2 separate regions of the Mus musculus genome follow, and region 2 is linked to region 1. Evidence: chromatin contacts called from public promoter capture Hi-C data. All regions are on one chromosome and are shown on one strand. The core of a region is the stretch at or near the end of the contact, and the rest is flanking DNA. Distances in the headings are between cores, read along the strand shown. Region 1 holds the start of Tmem178 (transmembrane protein 178). Region 2 has its middle 47 kb from the start of Gm4601.

Region 1 (5,099 bases), core at 1,687-4,186:
TGCTAGGACATTCAGACCAGAGCTATTTGGTGTCAGGTGCCAAAACAACGCTAACCATGTTTCCTAATATAGATGCACGAAGTCACCTGCTGGAGACAGGTAGATATGTACGGTTTGGCTTTTCCATATTATTCACAGAATCAGAATTTTAATGAAATTTCCATGTCCATGCATTTCCCAGAGGTGAAACAGACCCAAAGAGTTACTCGTCCAGCCTAACGTGGGTCAGTAGCAAACTGCTGTTGTTAGTACCAGAGGCGCTTCTCATCTTCTCCCCAACAACCAACAACAAATCAGAATCCCGGAATGACAGGCGTCATCCTTTGGTCTAAGCTCCTCATTTTCTAACAGTATCAGCTCACTAGCTTCCCAGGAAGCTAAAATCATGTTGTTGTTCTTAAAACAACGATACATCTCAGATCTAGCAAGTTCCCCAAAGAATAGTCAACCCTCACAGACAAGAGACAACAAAACCAAGTAAGTATGAACGATTGTAGCCACCCCTACCTTCTGTCAGGCCAGAAACCCCCAGTGTTCTCCACAAAGGATGAGCTAGCAACTATCAATAGTATATATGTGAGGTAATTTTTTTTTCATCTAAAAGATGTATTCATGACCAGAACAATGTAATTCATCTAAATAGCATATGAGTTCTGTATTGGGTGGCCATCTGTCAGAAACTGTAGCAGGGTTAGAACAGTGGATTGAAAGGTTGGATTCATTGACCTCTGATAACATTCTTCATCTCCTACGATCATTTGATTCTGGACACCTCAGCTAGCCAGCACATTTCCATAAGTATCCTGGAGTATCCCTGTGGGAGTTCTCCTGCTGTGGGCTTAGACTCTGCTCTACTGTTTCAGACACTACACTCTATCCAAATTGCATGCAGTGAAATACTCTAAGCACAGGGGAATGTGTGTGTGTGTGTGTGTGTGTGTGTGTGTGTGTGTGTGTGTGTGTGAAAAATGCAATTCTGCTATTTCCAAAGACAGACTACACTGCTTACTTTCAAAATTGTCCTGCCTAAATGAGCATTCCATAACTGAGCCTCCACAGTCAGCTTTTACAGTTTGTTCCTGTATTACGCTACTATCAGGATTAATTATGCAGTGTCTTCATGAGGAGAAATCAGATTTGGATGCAAGTTGGAACAGAAAAGAAAAAGGTTTACTTCCCAAAGGAAGATTACTGTATCCGATTGCCCCACCCCACCCCACCCCCAAATTGCTGGAGTCCTTCCATATACAGACAGATTTGGATGGCAGTCCCCAGCTGGGCTAGCCATGGGAAGGAGGAAATTGACATGTTTGAGAAATGAAGACTATGCCAAAGAACAAGATGGGGAAGGCCAGTATTAACCCCCTCCTTTCTCGGTAGTTCCATGGCAGGCTGTAATTCAATTTACATCTGTTCACTTGCTTCTAAATATTTTCAAATGGACTGACCTCGTACTTCCTTTTGGGAACAGTGAGTCCAAGGAAAAGAAGTTTATTTATTTGTTTTTCTCTCAGGGGACAAAAAATTCTACTAAGGTTTGATCTTTAGAAGTTAAAGGAATCACCACAAGAGAGGATTACAAAGAAAATATTCAAACTACCTGATTCCATACATAAGATAGGTGTTGCATAGATTCCAGAAGAGCAAAATGATGCTGTACCAACGCAAAGCCCAATAACAAAACAATAAAGACAACCTACAAAGTGTCACAACCATAAGAGCGTGGCAGGTAGAATCTCTGAGCGCAAGTCTACTTTCAAGGACTTGGCCCTTGGCTCTCCTCAGCTGCTTCCTAGACCCTGAGGAGGGTGGTCATCTGGAAGGTTGAATAATGAGTAAAGCCGGTGTCTTAGATCCCTTTAGCTGCCTTTACTAGTGAATTAGGGAATACGAAGTCCAATTCAAACAGATCCTGAACTTGGAGTGTTTGGAGGACAGACCTTCGCTCCCCATTCCAGGCTGGAATGCCACCTCGATTTAATGGTATACCAGCGAGCTCAATCCATGAGAAAGCCCTCTTTCCTTGTTCTGAGGTTTACACCTTGTCTCTTCCAAAGGGCACGTCTCAAAGGAAAATGCAAGTTGAGGAAAGGAACCCAGTTGAGAAAGATCAGTCTTTGTGGCTGTCACCCTCCCTGGGAACACTGTCAAGAAAATCCATATCTACACCCCGAGTCAGCCAGGCACAGACAGAGAAGGACCAGAGGAGAGAGTCTTAGGGAAGATAAAGAGACAGTGTGAGGGGTAAAACGGAGTCCAGGAAAATGGTAAAAGAAGGGTAGGATGAAGGAGCAAGGAAAGGGAGAAAGAAGAGTAGCTGGGGAAGGAAAGCAGGGAAGCAATCTGGAAGGGTGAAAAATGCGCGGGGCAACGGAGCGCAGCGACTGGAGAGGCGACCGCGGGGACCCGCGCGCCCCTGGGATGCCCGGGCTGAGCTCCGCGCGCGGACGTAGAGACGCGGGGCGCGCCCGCCGCTCACCTTTCAGGATGAGGGTGTCGATGTCCCGGTCGATGCCCAGAAAGTAGCACTTCCTCCAGAGGCCCGAGTAGGTGGCGAACAGTGGCCGGCCACACTCAGCGTCCAACCCGCCAAGCCCCAGAAGCGAGCGCCAGGACTCAGGGTCTGAGCGCCCGGGGCCGCCGGGGAGCAGCCGGCGCCCCAGGGGAGGCGAGTCCCGCAGCGGCAGGTGCGACAGCGGCATCAGGCGGTTCTTCTGATCCGGGGGGTCGGCGCCCGCGCGGCTGCGCTCGCAGCTCTCCTTGTGGCGCCGGGGGTCGGTCTCGTACCAGTGGTCGGTGAAGATGGCCGTGACGAGCAGCCCCAGGGAGCAAAGGCTGAGGCCGAGGCTTAGCGCCGTGACGAGCGCCCGTGGCTCCATGGCTTCCCGGCCAGCAGCCGCCGCCGGTGGGCTCGCCGCCGCCGCCAGACACAATGCACTTGGCCTCGGCGCTCCGCCGAGCGCCCTCCCTCCCTGCCACCTGCCCCGCACTCTCCCTCCCACGGCCGCCCGCCCGCCTCTCTCCCCCGCGGGAGCCTCCTCCCGCCCGGCCCCGCGCCCTCCCGCGCTCTCACTTTCCCGCGGCCCTCCCCCTAAGCCGGCTCCCCGCACTCCACAACCCACCCACCCGCTACCCCGGCCGATCACGCCCCTCGTCCCTCTCCCTGCTTCCAGCTCCCGCGGTCAGCCCCCTCTCTCCAGCCCCCTCTCCCTGCCTTCACCTCTGCTCTCCATCCTCCCTTTGCTCTCTATCCTCCTTTCTCCTCTTAACCCCGTCCCTACTTTCCCTTTACTTTTCTTCAACTCTTCCAGACGCTCTTTCCCCACTCGGGAGGGCCTTTGTGTCCCTGGCTCCTTCTGCCTTTATATACCTGCCTTGGATTCCAACCCTCTCTGCACCTACCCCTGCACACACCACCTCCGATCCTCTGTCCCTCCCACGACCTTACAAGACATCCACCAACATCAGGCTGGATCTTTGTCTCTTGTCCAAGTTGATTTTGATCACTGTCTCTGTTTTGCTCCCAGGAGCAAATCCCATCCTTGAACGCGTGTGGTTTTGACTCTTTAGACTCTTGATCTAGAGCAGCCAGCCTCTTTTCTAGACTTCCGAAGGATCCAATCTCAGAGACCTTGGCAGCTAGCTCAATAGCCCTGCTTCCCTCTCTCGGGCTCCTGGCAGCCTGGAACCCTTCTCTCTGCTCCAGCCCTGCTTCTGCAAGAAGATGCCCAGTGTCCCTGGAGCCACAGAACCACAGTCAGAGATAATAGCCGCCCACTTCATTCCTGCCTGTTCTGAGATGGACTTCTTTTTCTTGGGCTATCTCTACGCCTGAGTGACTGACCGTCTCCTGGATCAATACGGCCTTGCAGTGGCACCTGCTCTGCCAAGTGATTATTGCCTTTGAATAAAGCAAGCCCACCAGTGATAAATCAAAGTAATGATTTTCTCCTGTACTAGTTTTTTTTTTTCCTGGTGGTCATCGAGGGTCAACAACAAACCAGTGCTCTACACCGGTCAACATCTGAGGCTTTCTGCTTTTCCAGGGCTTTTCTGGAGTCACAGATGTTCACTCTAAAAATGGCAGGCAGGATCTTTCTAAAAGAGGAATCCTTGGGACCAAAGTACAGAGTGAATGATGCGCATGTATATTCTGCATGGCAAGGTGCCATACCCTGGTCCCACCTACACCCTTGGGGCCATGTCAGAGGCAGAAAACCATGCTGTACCAGTCCAGGACGGCTATCCTTATGCTCTGACACTATGAAATATTAATGACTGAAGAGATTATGAGGCATTCATTAGATGCTAAATGTCATTACTCCGTGCTTTAATGGGACTTATTAATTAGTGCCCCACGTCCGTTGGTATAGAGGTGGTTGATCTGCCTCCTATGGAATGGCATCTGTAACGGTGACACGAGATGCTGCTGCGATCCATGTTCATTGCTGCTTGGGCTCCACGTCTTCAGGGATTTTTTTTTTCCTGTGGAAGAGCATGTACCTCTTCTTAGCTGTTCACTTCACAGAAAGATCCCTTAAGCAAATCTTGGTCCTATCAGACCCCCATGCCCGTGTCTGCTGACCTGACAATGTGAATTATTGCTTGGATTTTTCCTCACAGCTTCAGCAAGAACTGTGATGAGCTCTGGGTCTAATTAAGGAAGACAAAGAATTACAATTTTAGTGTTCTTCTCACAATCAGCTTTTCCTTCTCAGGAAGCACTAAACCCGGCAGAGGAAGCGTTTTCAGGATTTACACAGAAATGATGGGACTTAGAAGGTTTCATTTATTTATATTCTATAATATGTGTAAGATTATAGATCTTTCCAGATATACAGAGCCCCTTTAACTGTGAGTCGAACTGGCATCTGAAATTAACTTAGAGTGCCCTGTGTCATATACATATACATATATACATATACACATATATACATATACATATACCATATGGCATTTCTCAAGATAGTTATTACAAGCCCCGAGACTGCTTCATGTTTAGTTGTCTTCGCCCCTTTATCATGTCCTCACCCAATGTACTACAAGGCACAAATACTCAGCCACATTTCATAGTCACATGATTATCATCACACTAACCC
Region 2 (4,566 bases), core at 247-2,746, 2.1 Mb before region 1:
TGATCCTGTCATTTTCAGGTCTTGTTTAAGCAAATATGTTGTTGAAATGTTCTGGGTCTAGCTTCCCTGTAGTATATAGAAGGCACTACCTCCTAGTTGGTGTCCCATCCTGGGCCTCTGACCCTTACCCCCTCCCCTTCTGCAGTGTTCCTTAAACTTTAGGTGTAGGGATTTTGTTGTAGATGTATCAGTTGGGGCCGGAACATCACAGTCAGTTGTTCTGAATTTTGAGCAGTTGTGGCTTCCTGTAATGGTCTCTGTCTGCTGACAAGAGAAGCTTCTTTGGTGAGGAGTGAGAGGTGTACTTAGGTAACCTTCTGTGGTGGTTTGAATATGCTTGGCCCAGGGAGCAGCACTATTAGGAGGCGTGGCCTTGCTGGAGGAAGTGTGTCATGTTGGGATGGGCTTTAAGACCCTTACAGCTGCCTAGAGACAGTCTTCTCCTGTTAGCCTTCAGGTCAAGATGCAGCACTCTCAGCTTCCTCTGCACCATGCCTGCATGGATGCTGCCATGCTCATGCCTTGATGATAATGGACTGAACCTCTGAACCTGTAAGCCAGCCCCCAATTAAATGTTGCCCTTATAAGAGTTGCCTTGGTTGTGGTGTCTGTTCCCAGCAGTAAAACCCTAACTAAGACACCTTCATTCTCTTTATTTCTTATTTTATTTTGTGTGTGAGTGTTTTGTCTGCCTGTATATCTGTTCACCAAGTGTGTACCTGGTGACTGGAAATGTCAGAAGAGGGTCTTAGATCCCTTGGAACTGGAGTTGTAGATGATTGTGAACTACCATTGGGAAATGAACTCTTGGGGTCTTCTGGAGAGTAGTCAGTGTACCTAACCACTGGGCCATCTGTCTAGTTCCCCCTTTTCTTCATATTTTAAGGGAGATCTTTAGAAACCACATTTCTGTAAGCATTTTGGTAGGATAGGCAGGCTGTTGATAATTTCTCTTTATTTTCTTTCATCTGAGCATGTTTTGATTTTTCCTTCGTTTCTGAAGGACATTTTAAATGTTGCTCTGCATGGATAGTTCTTTTCTGTTAGCACAGGGAAAATGTAACTGTTTCCCCTGCTTCCTGGGATTTTTGGTAAGGAATCCTTTGTGGTCCTGATTATCTCTACCCTGTAGGGAAGGTGTCATCTGTCTCATACTGATTTCAAAATTCTCCCTTTGATTATAATTTTTTAGATGGTTGACTGAGCTCTGTTTTGCTGTGGATTTCTCTGGCTCTGTTCCTGTGGGAGGAAGTGGGGGTGGGCAGCCTCATTAGCATTAGCTGAGAGTGGAAATATATGATCTCTATTTGGCCTTGTGTGTGTGAATTGGGGATGGGTCAGAGGGTGTGTGTGTGTGTGTATGTGCATGTGCGTGTGTGATATTTGACCACAATAAAGTTAGCTACAATGCCTTTCGCTTGGTCCTTTGCATATAGGAAACAGGCTTTTTTTTTCTGTATGTGCTTTTATGTTGCTAGCTTGCTCAGCATCCAATCTGGCATGCAAGAGGTAAAAACAAGGCTCAGATAGCTCCATGCCTTTGAATCATTCTTTTATCCTCAGGGCATAAGCTGATACTTGTTTTCCTTCTTATGTTTAGAGTCTTAGAGTCTTGTTTCTAAATAAGATTCAGGGTTTCTACTTCTTAGGCAGGAGGAGGGCAGGCATATTCACTGCCTGTTCCAGGCATCCTCAGTGTGAGAAGAGGGTTTGCAGTGGCCAGAGCCTGTATCTCAGCTTTGTTGAGCAACACGTGTTGCTAATTACTTTTTTATGGGAATACAACCACCATGTATATAGAGGGAATAACTGTACTTTATCCTCTCTCTCTCTCTCTCTCTCCCCCCTCCCGCTCCCCCTCCCCCTCTTCCCCCCTGTCTTCCTCTCTCTCTCTCTCTCTCTCTCTCTCTCTCTCTCTCTCTCTCTCTCTCTCTCTCTCTCTCGCTCTCTCTCTCTCAGACAGTGGACCATGCCAGGAAATTTGGTAGGTTGAGCAGGTTCAGAGTCCCCTGCACCTAGACACACCTGAGATGGGAGGCAGCTCTGTTCCCTACCAGATTCCTGGCCTGGAACACGCGCCACATTTCCCACATAAGGAAACACGATGGTCCTGTAGCCCAAAACAGAGTTCTCCATGCTAATGAGGTATCTTGCGGCCCCGAGGGTTTAGACAATAAGCTTCCCTTCCTGGATATTCCTCTGTGCAAAAGGTATTTAATCTCTGGTCCATGATATGCATCCATTTTTCCATGATAAACAGTTTGGAACTAAAGACTCTCTCTTGAGAGAACTGCTGTGGGGAGCACGGAGAAGGCCTTGGCCTACAGAGCTGCAGCCTAACTTTCCCTCAGATGACAACCATCGCCAAGCTAAGGGCTTGTGCAGATGAGCTTAGTCAGAGCTCCCATTTTCCTGGTCCCAGTCTCGTTGTGGGGCCCTTGGACCTGGGGCACTTTGTTCCTGACTCCCCTGTGTGGTTTTCCGCCTTGACTGAGTACCTGAGAATCAGGGGACCCCAGATTCGGCCTACCACATCCTAGGATGTGTTTTCCCAACCCCTGAGTGGTGTCTCAGCTGAGCTTCCTTAAAAAGCTACGACGTCCTACAATGACGACCCATGCTGGATGACGCAGTCTGAGCGCTCCAAGTTCCACCTGCCCAAGAGGCATATCCCACGGACCCACGTGTGTGTGTGTGTGTGTGTGTGGTGTGTGCGCGAGTGTGCGTGTGCATGTGTGTGCCTGCACATGTGTGTGCCTTCGCATGTGTACATGTGTGTACAGAGATACACATGGAGGTCAGAAGTCGATGCTGAGTGTCTTTCTCTATCGTTCTCCACTTTGTTTTTTGAGATGAGTCTTTTGCTGAGGCTGGAGTTCACCCAATTGGCTAGGCTAGCTGGCCAGTGAGCCCCAGCGATCCCTAAGATTACAACTCCAAATCACCAGGCTTGGTTCTTACATAGGTGCTGGGGATCAACACAAGCGTTCTTCATGCTGGGCAGCAAGCACTGAGCCAACTGAGCCTTCTCAACGGCTTCAATCCTTTATTTTAGTCTCCACTTTACCAAAGTTGATCTCCATTTTAGAAAATGATATCACTAGTGCAGCCTGCACGTGGCAGCCAATGTCACTCCCCTGTGGCTCTCTGATTGGCGCCACAGTGGCATGCCTAGTCAGTCCACATGGAAGTGCACGTCTTTGGCTGCTTTGTCATGGTTTCAAATGCCTTCAAATTCTCACATATGAAATGAGTATTATTTATAGTTTCTCTGCATTTACTTGTTATATGTAGGGCTACATTGAAACTGTGAGACCACACCTTTATTTTGCATGGCTATCATTTCTCTGTAGAAAGGCAGGTGATTCAGTTGTCATAAGACACGAGTTTTGGAAGGAGGTTGTATCTCAGTACTATAATGAAGAATTTGACGTGATTGAATTATAAAGGAAGAAGTTTTTTTGGGGGTGGTGGTGGTGTCACTATTCTGAAGCTTTCAGTCCATGATCTCTGTTTTCTGTGGTCCTCTGATGAAGGCAGCTTTTTATAACAAGAACAATTGATGGAACTTGATGAGCCAGGAAATAAAGATAAAATAAATATAAATAAATAATAAAGAAAGAAAAAGAAGAGACCACAGTCCTCGCTGAGTGCATATCTGCAGTGACAAAAAGACCTCCCTCGGTAGGTACAAGTCTCAGAGGAACTACCATTTCCAGGCCTCCTTGGGAACCTTATCTTTAAGACATAGACCTTGGGGGACAATAATGTAACCAAGAGCTGGTAAAGATCACTGACATAACACAAGTAGTCAATGTGTTAAACGTACAGTGAGATTAAAATGTTAAACAAATACTATTAACTCGATTAGCAAAAATTATGAGATATTAAACATTAAAAAATATGCAACTCTGCAGACAAGCCACTAGGTGGCTCCAAACTCCTTTTTACTGTGAGAGAAACAGGCACTAACAGAAGATGTTAGCTGGCTTTACCCTCTTTAAAGAAAGATGAGCAGGGAGGACACTGTGCAGAGGACTATCATACCTGCCAAAGGTCTCAGGCAACTCTGAGGGATGTAGTGTACATTTAAAAATTATTTATTTATTTATTTATTTATTTATTTATTTATTTATTTATTTATTATATGTGTGTACACTGTAGCTGTCTTTAGACACTCCAGAAGAGGACATCAGGTTTTTGTTACGGATGGTTGTGAGCCACCATGTGGTTGCTGGGATTTGAACTCAGGACCTTTGGAAGAGCAGTCGGTGCTCCTAACCACTGAGCCAACTCAGCAGCCCTGTAATGTACATTTTAAAGAATCATTTGTGTATCATAGCAATTTACATAATTTCCCTAGCTGCCATTACTTCATTGTGTGTGATGAAGGAGTTGCAAGGGTTAGATAGGACCACTCTGGAGCCTGCTCCCCATCACAGGGGACAACCACGATAACTTTCCCTCTCTACCTCATTTAAAAGGACTAGACACTGGTTATTTGGCTTCATTTTATTTTCTAAATTTGTGACAAAGAACAGGAAGGAAAGGGAACGCTCTCAGGGG

The links. Promoter capture Hi-C pulls out the DNA fragments that hold promoters and counts their contacts.
Region 2: a contact with region 1 is called in a promoter capture Hi-C map of hippocampal neurons, with 7 times the contacts expected there. The contact joins the enhancer-like site here to the promoter of Tmem178 in region 1. A contact is called at or near these places in 6 of 39 promoter capture datasets (the 3T3-L1 cell line, the C10 cell line, cranial neural crest and 3 more) and 3 of 115 datasets of contacts at active chromatin or transcription factors (embryonic forebrain, forebrain and stem cell-derived neural progenitor cells).

The regions. Positions count from the first base shown.
Region 1 is chr17:80,942,469-80,947,567 of GRCm38.p6, reverse strand. Tmem178 (transmembrane protein 178) reads right to left here and starts at 2,936. Exons shown (of 4, transcript NM_026516.2): 1 at 2,480-2,936. The coding sequence starts at 2,879.
Region 2 is chr17:83,001,156-83,005,721 of GRCm38.p6, reverse strand. No RefSeq gene overlaps it. Among named protein-coding and RNA genes, the nearest start is that of Gm4601, 47 kb to the right of the region's middle. Within about 2 kb of position 1,496, at least 1 of the 459 cell types and tissues checked has an H3K27ac peak or open chromatin away from gene starts, as enhancers often do. A contact at or near this core is called in hippocampal neurons, where this site is marked.